Regions from separate parts of the Zea mays genome. Here regions 1 and 3 are each linked to region 2. The links are chromatin contacts, called in public Hi-C maps. All regions are on one chromosome and are shown on one strand. Each heading gives the region's core, a stretch centred on a gene start, on an enhancer-like site or on the middle of the called end of the contact. The rest is flanking DNA. Distances are from core to core; before and after follow the strand shown. Region 1 holds the start of LOC103627314 (putative HLH DNA-binding domain superfamily protein). Region 2 holds the start of LOC100275538. Region 3 holds the start of LOC103627315 (RING/U-box superfamily protein).

Region 1 (3,930 bases), core at 695-3,194, 330 kb before region 2:
AGATTTGAGATTTCTATCAAGCAAGAAATTTAAGTGCTCATTTCATTATTTTCAGCATATAGCTGCTTCCAGACGTGCGACGAACAATGTGTCAAGCTTTTTCTAGACTATGGAGCTAATCCAAATGCTATAAGTACACATAAAACTAGAACTGTGATACATTCTTGCCACCAAAAATAATATTGAAATACAAATTTGACACAATATTAAATTGGGCACTATTCAACCTGTAGCGGCCACATATATTTTAGTTTGTTTCGGACAGGATTTTTTTAGAATACTTGATTGGACTGAAACTCATCAGCGTGTCCTAGATTTTTGAATGTTAAATGTTGCAGGCATTTTATCATGACCTGTGCACACAGATCACATACGGACTTCCCACAAAGAAGTAGCGCAAAAGAAATAAGATGAACAAACCTTATGTTCTCCTCTGATGGATACTGCATCATAGCAAGGCCCCGATGTAAATGTCTCCCTTCCAGTAAGTGCTCCTTCCGAGATTACTCAGTTAATAGTTTAGCTCCACTTCAGATTCTAAATCTAACTGATCACAGATATGACGAACCGTTTCAGCTCCGTAAATTAAGTTAGAAGAGGGAAGGTTTATTTAAATTCTATTGGTTTAGTGACTTATTATGATCCTAAACTTAACAGCTTTGTCTAACAAATCAACAACACAATTGTAGTGCTTCTTTTCAGGTTCCAGCCCGTAACTTTTGTTTGTTGCATTGAGGGATCTCAGTTGGAGCTCAATTTCCCCCGCGTGTCAGTAAGCGGTGAATACACAAATGAATGCAACATTAGTCTTGCTTTAGCCAGACACTACTGCACGTATCCTCAAACTGAACAAACACTTACACAAGTTGAACAACATATTTACTCAGTGTTATGGTCTGAAGAACCTATAAGTTCAACAACTACAGGCAGAAATACAGGTAAGAAAAATGATGTCCATTTTGACATGTGTTGACATGCTTAGAATGTAAGGCCTTGCGACTGAAAATCATATGTTTTTTTCCTATTAAGGCATCATCGTTTAACAATTTCTGATTGTTCTAGTATGTAAGCTGCAGCTAATGATCCATAGTTGCTTAAAACAACTTTTTTCATGTGAGAATGTTAGAATTGATATATCTATCATTGATTAAAATGAACTATACATCCAACTTTAAAAAGTTCAAACAGGTGATGCTTCCATTACTTTTAGCACAAGTTAATGATACAATTTATTACAACAAATATATCTACTGTCATTCAAAAAAGACTTACAAACTAGCTCAAGCGCGCCCAAGGGCGCGCCCCATACACTAGTGAGATTCTATTGGAGTACGTTTTTATGAACTCCACTGGACTGGATACTTCACCAAAATAACTTGAGCTCTATCCGACAGAACAGCTCGTGCGGCTGAAGAATAAAAAATAACTAGTACAATGCGTGTGCGCTGCGACGACACACAATCATATTTGATACCTATAAAAATTTTAATATCAAAGTAAATATATGGTCCATACATCAGATATTTACCCTGATAAAACAAATACTACAATTTATCTTAGCCGAAAGAAAAAAAAAGTATGAGTTAAAAAGAGCCCAAATCCATTTTTTATAGCTCCCTCGTAGAATGAAATTTAAAATAAGAGATGAGACTAGAGATATGATGAATACCGATGCAAATAAAATGAAGGAGCGATAGGAAGGGCTAATCCCACGCACACATAATGAGACAATAACTCCATGGACATTACTTTGCATGAACTAAATTTGTTGTTACAAAACTAATGTGATTGAGCAGTAACCGTTCGTGATCACGGATTCACGGTGGTCATCATGGCCCCCATCATCGTCAGTACCGTATTTTCAGAAGGAGGAAAAACTAGCCGGGGACCTCCTGGGCGGGGGGGCGAGTATATAACCACCACCTGCCTGCCCACACTTGTCACGCGAAGCGAAGGCACGTACTACTGACGCGCACAAAGATACACACACGCACGCAGGCAGGCACAAGAAACAAAACCGCGCCTCTCCCCCTCGTCCGTTCCGATCCCCAGCGGAAAGCGGAGCCAGGACCGGGAGCTGAAGCGGTTGTCTTCCCCCCCTCGTCTCCGTCAACTGGTGAGCTCCCTCCTCCACCTCCTCTCCCTGCTCTTTGATCTCGCCCTCGCTTCTTCCTCCCCAGCCGGCCATCAGTTCCGGCGACTGCTTCCTTCGTTCGTCCCCGCCGCCGCCGCCGCCGCTGGACTCTTTCCGAATTGCTCTGTCTATCCTGTGCCGTGGATCGAGTTGCTTCCGGAGGCGACGCGGTGATGTTCTGCTCGTGCGCGCGATGCAGCTGGGAGCACTGCTTTCTCGACTCTGTTTCTCCTTGCACTGATTCAGTGAGTGATTCCGTCGTCCATCTTCACTGTCTTGTTGACGGCTCCTTGAATTCCGTCATTTTCTTTACGCAGCAGTACTTTGTTCAGATCATCGGTTTGAGTTATTACAAAGCTTAGTAGAGAGTAGTGGTGGGGATCTCAGAGATTTTTCTCAGGGGAGGGGAGGGGAAGGGCGACCAGACCATCCAGTTCTAAATGCGGTTGTCAGTCGGATCAGGGAAAACCAGCAGAGTTTTCAGCTTTTCTTTAGTCCCTTCCGATGTGCTGGTTGACCATATCAGGCCACATGTTCCGCAGCGCTTGCATTTTACAGACACCTGATCTATCCGTTGTAGAAGTGGCTGCCGCCTGCATGACTGGCCATTTGGCCTTCTGCCTCCCTCTCCTCACTCACAGGAGCCACCGTTGTGTTATCTCGCTGACACGAGCCATCTGAATTCCTGAACCTTCAAAGTCTGTTCCACGACCACAATTTCTTCTTCTTCTTTTTTTACAGGCACCCCCACAAGCCAGCAAGATGGACGGGTTCGTGGACCCCTTCGTCCCGGAACAGGCATGGCCGCAGGACGCCATGTTCATCGGCTCATCCTGGCCATGCGCCGGCGCCGGCGCCACTTCCCTCGCCGACCCTGCAGGGACGTACGCGTACCTGGGAGCTCAGGCTGCACCAGGCCAAGGCGCAGGCTTTCACCTCCAAGACGGCTCCTCCACGGCGCTCGTGCCGCCCTTGGAGCTGCACCAGCAGTTCCTGAGCGCGCACCTGCCGGGCGACGACGTGACCGTGACCCAGGAGGAGGGCCTCGGCTTCGAGGTGAACAGCGCGCTGGTGGCCGGCATGCTGGGCCCGGTCCTGAGCGCGCCCTGCGCGGTATCGCTCGCCGACAGCGCGCCGGTGGTGTGCAGCTCCTCCAACGACAGCAGCGGCGGGAGCGAGCAGTCCGGCCTGCCGCCGCCGCCGCGGTTCCTAGTCCTGGGAGAGCAGCCCGCGTCGTGGCCTTCCGCGTTCCCGCGGATCTCGTCGCTGGCCGGGGAAGAGACTTCGCGGAGCTTCGGTTTCGGCGCGGTTAGCGACAACGATCTCGTCCGTGGATCCTCCTGTGTCGCGGACGTGAACAAGTATCCACAGATAGGCAATGCGCGGCTACATGTAGAGGTGGTGGACCTTGAGATTGTTTTTTTTTCCCCGCTCAATCACGTCTCGTGTTTCTCTGCTCATACGATATGCTTGCAGGATGACGTTGAGTTCAACACTGGAAAGATGCTGTCGTTCGCTCCTGGCCTTGACTTTGGCGATCTGCAGCTCAGCCAAAAGGTCAGAATCAGACGCCTGCTCTCTTCTGCTTGTCTTTTTTGCTCGCCCGTCTGCCATATGTAATGACGGAACAGAAGCACGGTGGTTATTGGACTTGGACAGCAGCACTACCATCTGAATAAAAGGTGTACAGTAAGCTGACGGTGTCGGCACAGGCTGAGAGTGTACCGTGAGTGACGCGCTTGTTCGCCTAACCTGATCGCGACCCCTGCAGGAACTCAGCGGTCTGCGTCACCTGA
Region 2 (3,772 bases), core at 412-2,911:
TCATACAATTTAGATCCGTATACTTGAACAAATGAACAGTGTCACAGAAACTCACTCAGTCTTCGCGTGCCAAGGTGTTTTGGTTGTGTACTTGTATGTTGTATGCTCATAATGTCACGTTGTGTAAGCTCTCTTTTGAGATCTCACCGTTTGTGAATTAAACTGCTACCTTGAGATCAATCGCACATCCTCGTTTCCGTTTTAGAAATGAGCATTTCAGAATTCAGATAATGGAGATAATCTTTAGCCTACACCGAGCTGCACACAGCTAATTTGGAAACAAAGCAATAGAAGAACCAAATCGGCTGACAGTAAATCAGAGCAGTATTGAGTAAATGACAGGGATACGGATGGAATGGTCTGAAATTTCTAAAACTAAGGTCTCTAGCTGTATTCTCTATTAGCCCGTTTAGATGTCGATACTGAAGTATATAATTGAAAATTGAAATCAGCTTTCCGTTGTTTGGTTGCACATGGAATTGAGATTTGGAATTATAGATCAAATTCTTTGGAATTGGACCATAACTAAAAACTCTCTTTCCCAATACCGAGTATCACACCGCTTTGTATTGCATAGAATTAGACCGTATAATTTCAAACTCCAATTTAGCTATATCCAAACAATAGAATTGGAATTACATTTCATTTCAATACTATGGCTGATTTAGTATTAAACCCAATTTAATTATATGCCCTTTAATATTGACATCTCAACAAAGCATATATATGCTTTTATCTAGTATATTGGTCATTTATATCATTTTTTAAAAGAATTATTTCTCTATATCCCATTCATTTTCAAATGTGTCGTCTACATGTTAAAAGACATATCTATATCAAGAATGTATTTTTAGATGCAGTTCTTCCATACTTCATTTCTCTTTAACATTGTTCTTTATATCTCGTCCTCTGCACAATAAAAAACCCATATTAAGAATGTGTTTTGTTCTAGATTTGTATACATACATATTTCTCATACCCTAAAATATCTAAAGAATAAAAATAAATTAGAAGAGATAGTCACTTCTAATTATTTTTGTACTTTATATCATTGTTTAAACAAAACTCAAAATATATATATAGATGATGGAAAATAGTCTTCTGTATCTAGATAAGACTTTAGAAAAGCTATCATTATTTTATATTTATATTCTAATTTAAATCTAAATACATATGTTATCTGCTATGATACGAATGACTACTGACATTATAAATGCCCCTTGGTTCTAAAATATAGTTTTTTAGTCTTCTTTATCCATATTCGATTAAATAATAATAAATATAGACATACCTATAAATTATATTTAAAAGTTAATTAATAAATGTATTTATAGGTTAATTAATAAATGTATTATAGTTTAAAACGAATTATATTTTAGGACCAATTGAGTATTCGATTTAAGTATTTAGGTACATACACGTTATCAAATGTGAAATATCTAAATTTAGATACAAATGGATTTTAGCTCCTGTATATTCCAGCTGAATCGTAAAATCCTGCGCCCAGATTATTGATGCCCCGTGTCGTCGAGTCTGGATATGGACTCTCTAGACGGCAGGACGGGGTGACCTAGCGGCAAACGGGTTCAGCAGCGGACAGTATCCGTAAGCCCGTTCCAGATCTTGGTTGTATAGGCTGCAGACAGCAATAGGATAGGACACGGATCGACACCCGCCGCTAGGCGCAAGCCACACACAAGGAAGTGAGGCACGGCGATATACCTCGTGGCCGGAGGCGCGCGCCACCGCTGGTCCACCGCCATGCTGGTCCCCGCCCAGTCGGCACCGGCGCCGCCGTTGTGCTCTCTCCGCTCCCTATCGTCACACTACCTCCTCCTTCCGTCCCACTTCCTCCCCCCTGGCGGCGTCCTTCCCCCGCTCCGCCGCGGCGACCTCGCCATCCGCATGGGCGGCGGGCCGCGCACCTTCCCCGGCGGCGTGTCCAAGTGGCAGTGGAAGCGTATGCAGGCCAAGAAGGCGCGGCAGCTCCTCAAGGCGCGTCTGGCCCGCGAGCGCCAGCTCTACGAGATGCGCAAGCGCGTCGAGCTCCGCGACGCCGTGGCGCACCTCGAGCGGCCCTGGGACGCGGGCTCCTCCGCCGGCGCGTCCGCCGTGGCTCCCACTCTGCTCTCCGTCGCGGCCGAGGACCAGCTCAGGGCGCTCGCGGACCGCTTCCACCGCCCCGGCGGCGTGGACCTGTGGAACGACCGCGACGGGCCCCGCGTCTTCGCGTCCCCGGCCACAGGCGCCGCCTCCGCCAGGTTCTTCCCCAGGAACGCCTTCCACAGCATCCAGCCCTACGCGCTCGTCGGCGCCGGCGTAGAGGCGAGCGCGCAGGGTGTTCGTGAGAATGCCGCGGAGGATGGCGCGCACAGTAGCATTGCGACCGATCGCGAGCCTGCGGTTGAACTCACGGAAAGGGATGATGGAACATGGGAGCCGGTGGATGCACTCGGCGACGCCGATGTCAGCGACGCCGGTGACTGGACCTCGGAAGACGATGACGACGAAGCTGCTGCTACTCCTGAATCAGAGGGCATGGGAGATGCCGGTTCTTGGCGTGAGCAACGAGCCATGGTAAGGAGAAATGGAAGGAGCAACGGTGCAGCAAGATGGGAATCTGCAGGTGCAATGGCTGCCGGCAGCGGAAATGACGCTGCAACTCCTGAATCAGAGGGCATGGTAGATGCGGGTTCTTGGCGTGAGCAGCGAGCCATGGTTAGGAGAAATGGAAGGAGCAACGGTGCAGCAAGATGGGGAGCTGCCGGTGCAACGGCTGCCAGCAGCGACAATGGCAGAGGTTCGAGTGGAAGACGGACTGGCTCGAAGGCCACGGCGGGCAGCCATGTCAGACAGAGGGGCCGAACAGGTGCTGGTTCGTTGTCTGAATCTGAGGCGACCCCTGGCTCGAAGGCCACGGCGCGCAGCCATGTCAGACAGAGGGGCCGAACAGGTGCTGGTTCGTTGTCTGAATCTGAGGTGACCCGCGCGCGCTCCGAGCCGAAATGGGGAACGAGGAACAGAGATGACACGAGGAATGGTGCCGGCCGGTGGAATGCTCCTAGAAAGGATAGGGTGAGTGATGGTGGTGGGTTTGATTCAGAGTCAGGCAGTGCAAGAGGGAAGGAACCGGAACCAAGACGGGGAGCCAGAAGTAAGATGAACGGAAGCGATAGTCTTAGAGGAAGATCGAAACACAACTACAGTGCTAATGCCAACGGCGGGGAGAAGCTGTTCAAGTACCTGAGCGGTGACGGTGACCCGCGCGCAAACAGCAGCAATGGCTTTGCGGAGGGTTTGGAGGCACCAAAATGGAAGCCGAGAAGAATGAATCGAGCTAGGAGCAGCAATGGTGGCAGAGATGATGACATGGGTGGGAGATTCAGGCGAGGCGATGATAGAGTGGCAAGACGGCTACGGGCAAACGCGAAACCAATCAATACGACGAGCGGAGATGATGGCAGCAGCGCGGATGGTGAACGGAGCAGGAATGGAGGACGACTGCTCTGGGGAGACGAGTACTCGCTGCGGCCAACGTCGGAATTGCGCGGCTCTTGGCGGGACACTGGATCGCATAGATTGTAGGCTACTACCAAAGACAGACTGATGATTTCTTCGTGCTAACTTTTGTAAAACTAGACCTCTGAAAAGTAATGTACTCCACCAACCAACAATGGAACATCTCAACTTTTAACGGAAACGCACTTGCAAACTCAAATAAGCACATAAAAGATAGTCCAGGATTCTTGAATTACATGAGCACTGTCAGATC
Region 3 (3,413 bases), core at 379-2,878, 380 kb before region 2:
TGGCGTGCCGTGCCACACCCTGTATCTGGTGGTGTTGGTGGTTGCGGTAGGATCGCCACCACCACCGTCAGCTTGAGTGCCCTGAGCCTGCGCCTGCGCCTGTGCCTGTGCCAGAGCCGCCGCCGCCTGAATGACGGACGGATGGTCCGGGAGGCGTCGCAGGGTGACTGGAAGGTTGAGCACCTCTTGGCTGCACACGTCGCAGCTGCCGTTGCCCTTGATGCTGAACCACTTGATGGCGCACGCCCTGTGCGCCAAGGCCAGCTCGCCCTTGCAGCAGCACTCCAGCTTGAACACCGCCTCCTCCGACAGGGCTACCATGCAGATGCGGCACACCGCCTCCTCAGCCGCGATGTCTTGATCTTCTTCCTCTTCTCCGGTGGTAACGGTAGTAGCAATAGCATCGGCGGTGCCCCTTGCGGCCTCATCTTGGAGAGGTGGAGGAGGAGGAAGAGGAACACGCAGTGGCACCACTCTGAGGCGCCTGAGGGAGCTGGAGTCTGCCACTCTCCTCGACCCTTTCCCTTTTGCGGTGGTGCCGCTGGATCGCCGCCTGGCCACGCTCGTAGCTGGCACGGACTGCGACCGACATACCTGCTTCATCAGCTTGTCGGCCTCATCATCATCGTGCTCTAGTTGATGCTGACCAGCAATGTAATCCTCCAAGCAGGTGGGGGAGCTGGAGCCGCCGGGCGCCCACATTCTGAAGCTCAAGATCTTGGAGAAGGATAGCGAACGGACCCCGCAGTCTGCTTGCTGGCTATGGCTTGCTTCATCTGTTGATCTCAGGCTGCGTGCTGGCAGGAGGCAGCTCGTCTGCTTATGCTTATTCCCGGTGGACGAGGACGAGGAGAAGTGATGGTCGTCGTCGTTGTCTTCTTCGTGATGGCCCTGCCGCTGCCCCTGTCCCAGATCATCTAATGTGCCGCCATCGTCTTCCACGGGCGAAGTGGAGGTGGAGGTGGAGCCGTCCGCCGCCACCTCTGCCCCCGCCCCCTGCGCGCGCAACACAGATCGAATCAGTAAGCTAACTAGCCTGATGGATGGGTCGAGATCAAATTAAAGCTCTAGTGAACATGGAGAGAGTTGGATCAAGAAGGAACGATGGAAGCACCCACCCACCCACCCAAAGTGTACCTGTGAATGTTTAGGAAGAGCCATGGCGCGCGACGCGACCCGGAGCTGGAGGAGGTAGCCGTGTGTGTGTGTGTGGCGAGCTCGAGCACGCGCAGTGAGCACTTGCGACGAATTGAAGAAAAACCTCGCATCCTGTTTGTTATGGCAGGGGAGCCCGGCCAGGGCCCCACGCGGCAGGGTCGCGCGTGAACAGTGCCTGGTGTCCTGGTCAGATTTGATTAGATTGATTTGATATGTTTAAAAAGAAATAAGTTTAGATTGACAATGTTTTTTAGAGTCAAGTCAGTCGTCTCTGTGAAAGAAAGAATCTAGTATCGATTATAATCAAGAAGAAAAAAGAAGAAATTTTCTAGGGTGGAGAGGCTCTCCTTCTCTTCGCTGTTACAAGTTAAATCCATAGAAAAAGAGAGAATTTTATTTCGATAGTAATTGAACAAGGAAAAAAAAGACAAACCGTTCTATGGTCGAGGGCTCTCCTTCTGATGATTGCTACCCAGCCAATCCATATCACATCTACAGATGGCTAAATAGGCCACACGACATATCACTGCCATTAATATTATTAGACACAAAACTATTATGCACGATTAGTACTCGTGTCGACACCGTGTTGTGCCGATACTATATGATAGGCACTATTTCATTTTAGGAGCTTAAAAAAAGTGAATTTATTATGTTTGAAGTCATAACAAATCACAATTCACAATCACATACACACATCACAATCATATCTATGACACCAGCTGGTCTAAGCCGTATCTAATCATGATATGCTCGTGCCAGCCCATCTTGTCGGGGTGGCTACCCAAACACGAGCGCTATACCATGTCGTGTTAGCATTGGCACTATATAAATCGTGTATGTACTGTGTCAAAGCATTATGGGTCGTGGCGTGCTTAATCACGGTCTATTTAACACGGCTCAATTGGCAGCCAATGGTGCTGCTGCATGCTTGCATTTGCTTTCCAATTAATCCAATCCAATCCAAAATTAATAAATCCACGGTACGCACGGCACGGTACTGCCACTGCCACTTTATAGATAGATGGTATTTGGTAGGTAGATCTAGGTTTGATTTCCATTGAAAAGGTGGGTTAACTATTATACCTTAATAACAAACCACGCGGCAACAACAGATGGTGTTGTCAAGGGAAGAAGAAAAGAAAAAAAAATCAAGTTTGGTTAACCGTTGCTATTTGGTAGCGATGGAGGTGAAATAGCTGCAATGCAATTAAAGGGTGGATAGGGAGACGCAGGCAGGATCGCCCAGCGATCGGAAGGTGAGGGGTGCAGTCCTGCAGTGCAGGACATGATCGATGATGAAACGACCGATAGAGAAGCTGGTGGTGTGCTCATTTCGACAGCAAGTTGGTTTGCTTTGGCTTTGGCTTGGCACGCGACGCGACTGTTGAGCGAGACCACGACGACACGGACGTGATTGACTAGCTAACTGCAACTACCATCTCACAATGACAGTTCACTCTCTGCCTGGGCCTGCTCTTTTTTTCTCTCGTTTACTTCGCAACCAAAATTATTTTGGGACTGCTTCTGGAGAAGAGAAAATTCAGTCGGCAAACAAAAAAAAAACGAATGTGGAAATTAGCTAAGAAGGTTATCCTCCTCCGTCCATTCTTTTCCCATCTGACGAGGTTGCTCTCTATGCGCCCCTTGAAAGACTTTGTGATATTTTGTGGAGGGGGAAGGACATTCACGGTATGGGTTTAGCGACTTTGAGATCGTGCATATGGTCACTAAAAACATTGTTTTGTATTGTAGATTACACTATTCGTATATTTGAATTTGAATTTGAATATGAATATGAGTAAGTTGTGGGGATAGTCTAAGCTAGAAAACAATTATCTAGAGTGAGTGGGTATCCAATACCGGCCTGGTCCAGGCCCACCTCAACACCACGAATGCTCAAACCGGGCCCAACCACGGAACAAGCTGTCTCCTAGAACTAGAAGCAACGGAATGAATCATGGAAGGTACAGTCGCAAGCTTCCAGATACTGAAAAATGAATATCTTCTGCTGCACCCAGTGAATCCTCATGTGGCGGATCCAAGAGCATGCATCCTCCGGTCGTCCCCTCATGGGAGCTTCTCGATCAGGGCGAAGCCAGTATTTAATTTTAAAGCTAGTTTGGAAACTTAAATCCTTTATAAGATTTTCAAAAATTGAGAGAGAAAATAAGCTAAATTTTCATTCAATCCTTAGGAATCTCAGAGAGAATTTAAGTTTTCAAACTAGCCCTTGAACGGAGGGAGTATTATTA

The links. Hi-C and Micro-C count contacts between places; a contact is called where the count stands out from the background.
Region 1: a Hi-C map of bundle sheath shows a contact between it and region 2, with 5 times the contacts expected there. The contact joins the promoter of LOC103627314 here to the promoter of LOC100275538 in region 2. A contact is called at or near these places in 4 of 25 Hi-C or Micro-C datasets (bundle sheath, ear, leaf and 1 more).
Region 3: a Hi-C map of tassel shows a contact between it and region 2, with 5 times the contacts expected there. The contact joins the promoter of LOC103627315 here to the promoter of LOC100275538 in region 2. A contact is called at or near these places in 4 of 25 Hi-C or Micro-C datasets (bundle sheath, ear, leaf and 1 more).

The regions. Positions count from the first base shown.
Region 1 is chr5:178,271,409-178,275,338 of Zm-B73-REFERENCE-NAM-5.0, reverse strand. It overlaps LOC103627314 (putative HLH DNA-binding domain superfamily protein), which reads left to right and starts at 1,944. Exons shown (of 9, transcript XM_008647619.3): 1 at 1,944-2,379; 2 at 2,876-3,532; 3 at 3,611-3,691; 4 at 3,906-3,930. The coding sequence starts at 2,308.
Region 2 is chr5:177,942,355-177,946,126 of Zm-B73-REFERENCE-NAM-5.0, reverse strand. It overlaps LOC100275538, which reads left to right and starts at 1,661. Exons shown (of 2, transcript NM_001149594.2): 1 at 1,661-2,829; 2 at 2,914-3,621. The coding sequence starts at 1,762. The coding sequence ends at 3,585. LOC100381333 reads right to left here. Exons shown (of 2, transcript NM_001345997.1): 2 at 3,709-3,772. LOC100272516 (Cyclic pyranopterin monophosphate synthase mitochondrial) reads left to right here. Exons shown (of 7, transcript NM_001146985.1): 7 at 1-205.
Region 3 is chr5:178,320,231-178,323,643 of Zm-B73-REFERENCE-NAM-5.0, reverse strand. LOC103627315 (RING/U-box superfamily protein) reads right to left here and starts at 1,628. Exons shown (of 4, transcript XM_008647621.4): 1 at 1,138-1,628; 2 at 1-996. The coding sequence starts at 1,161.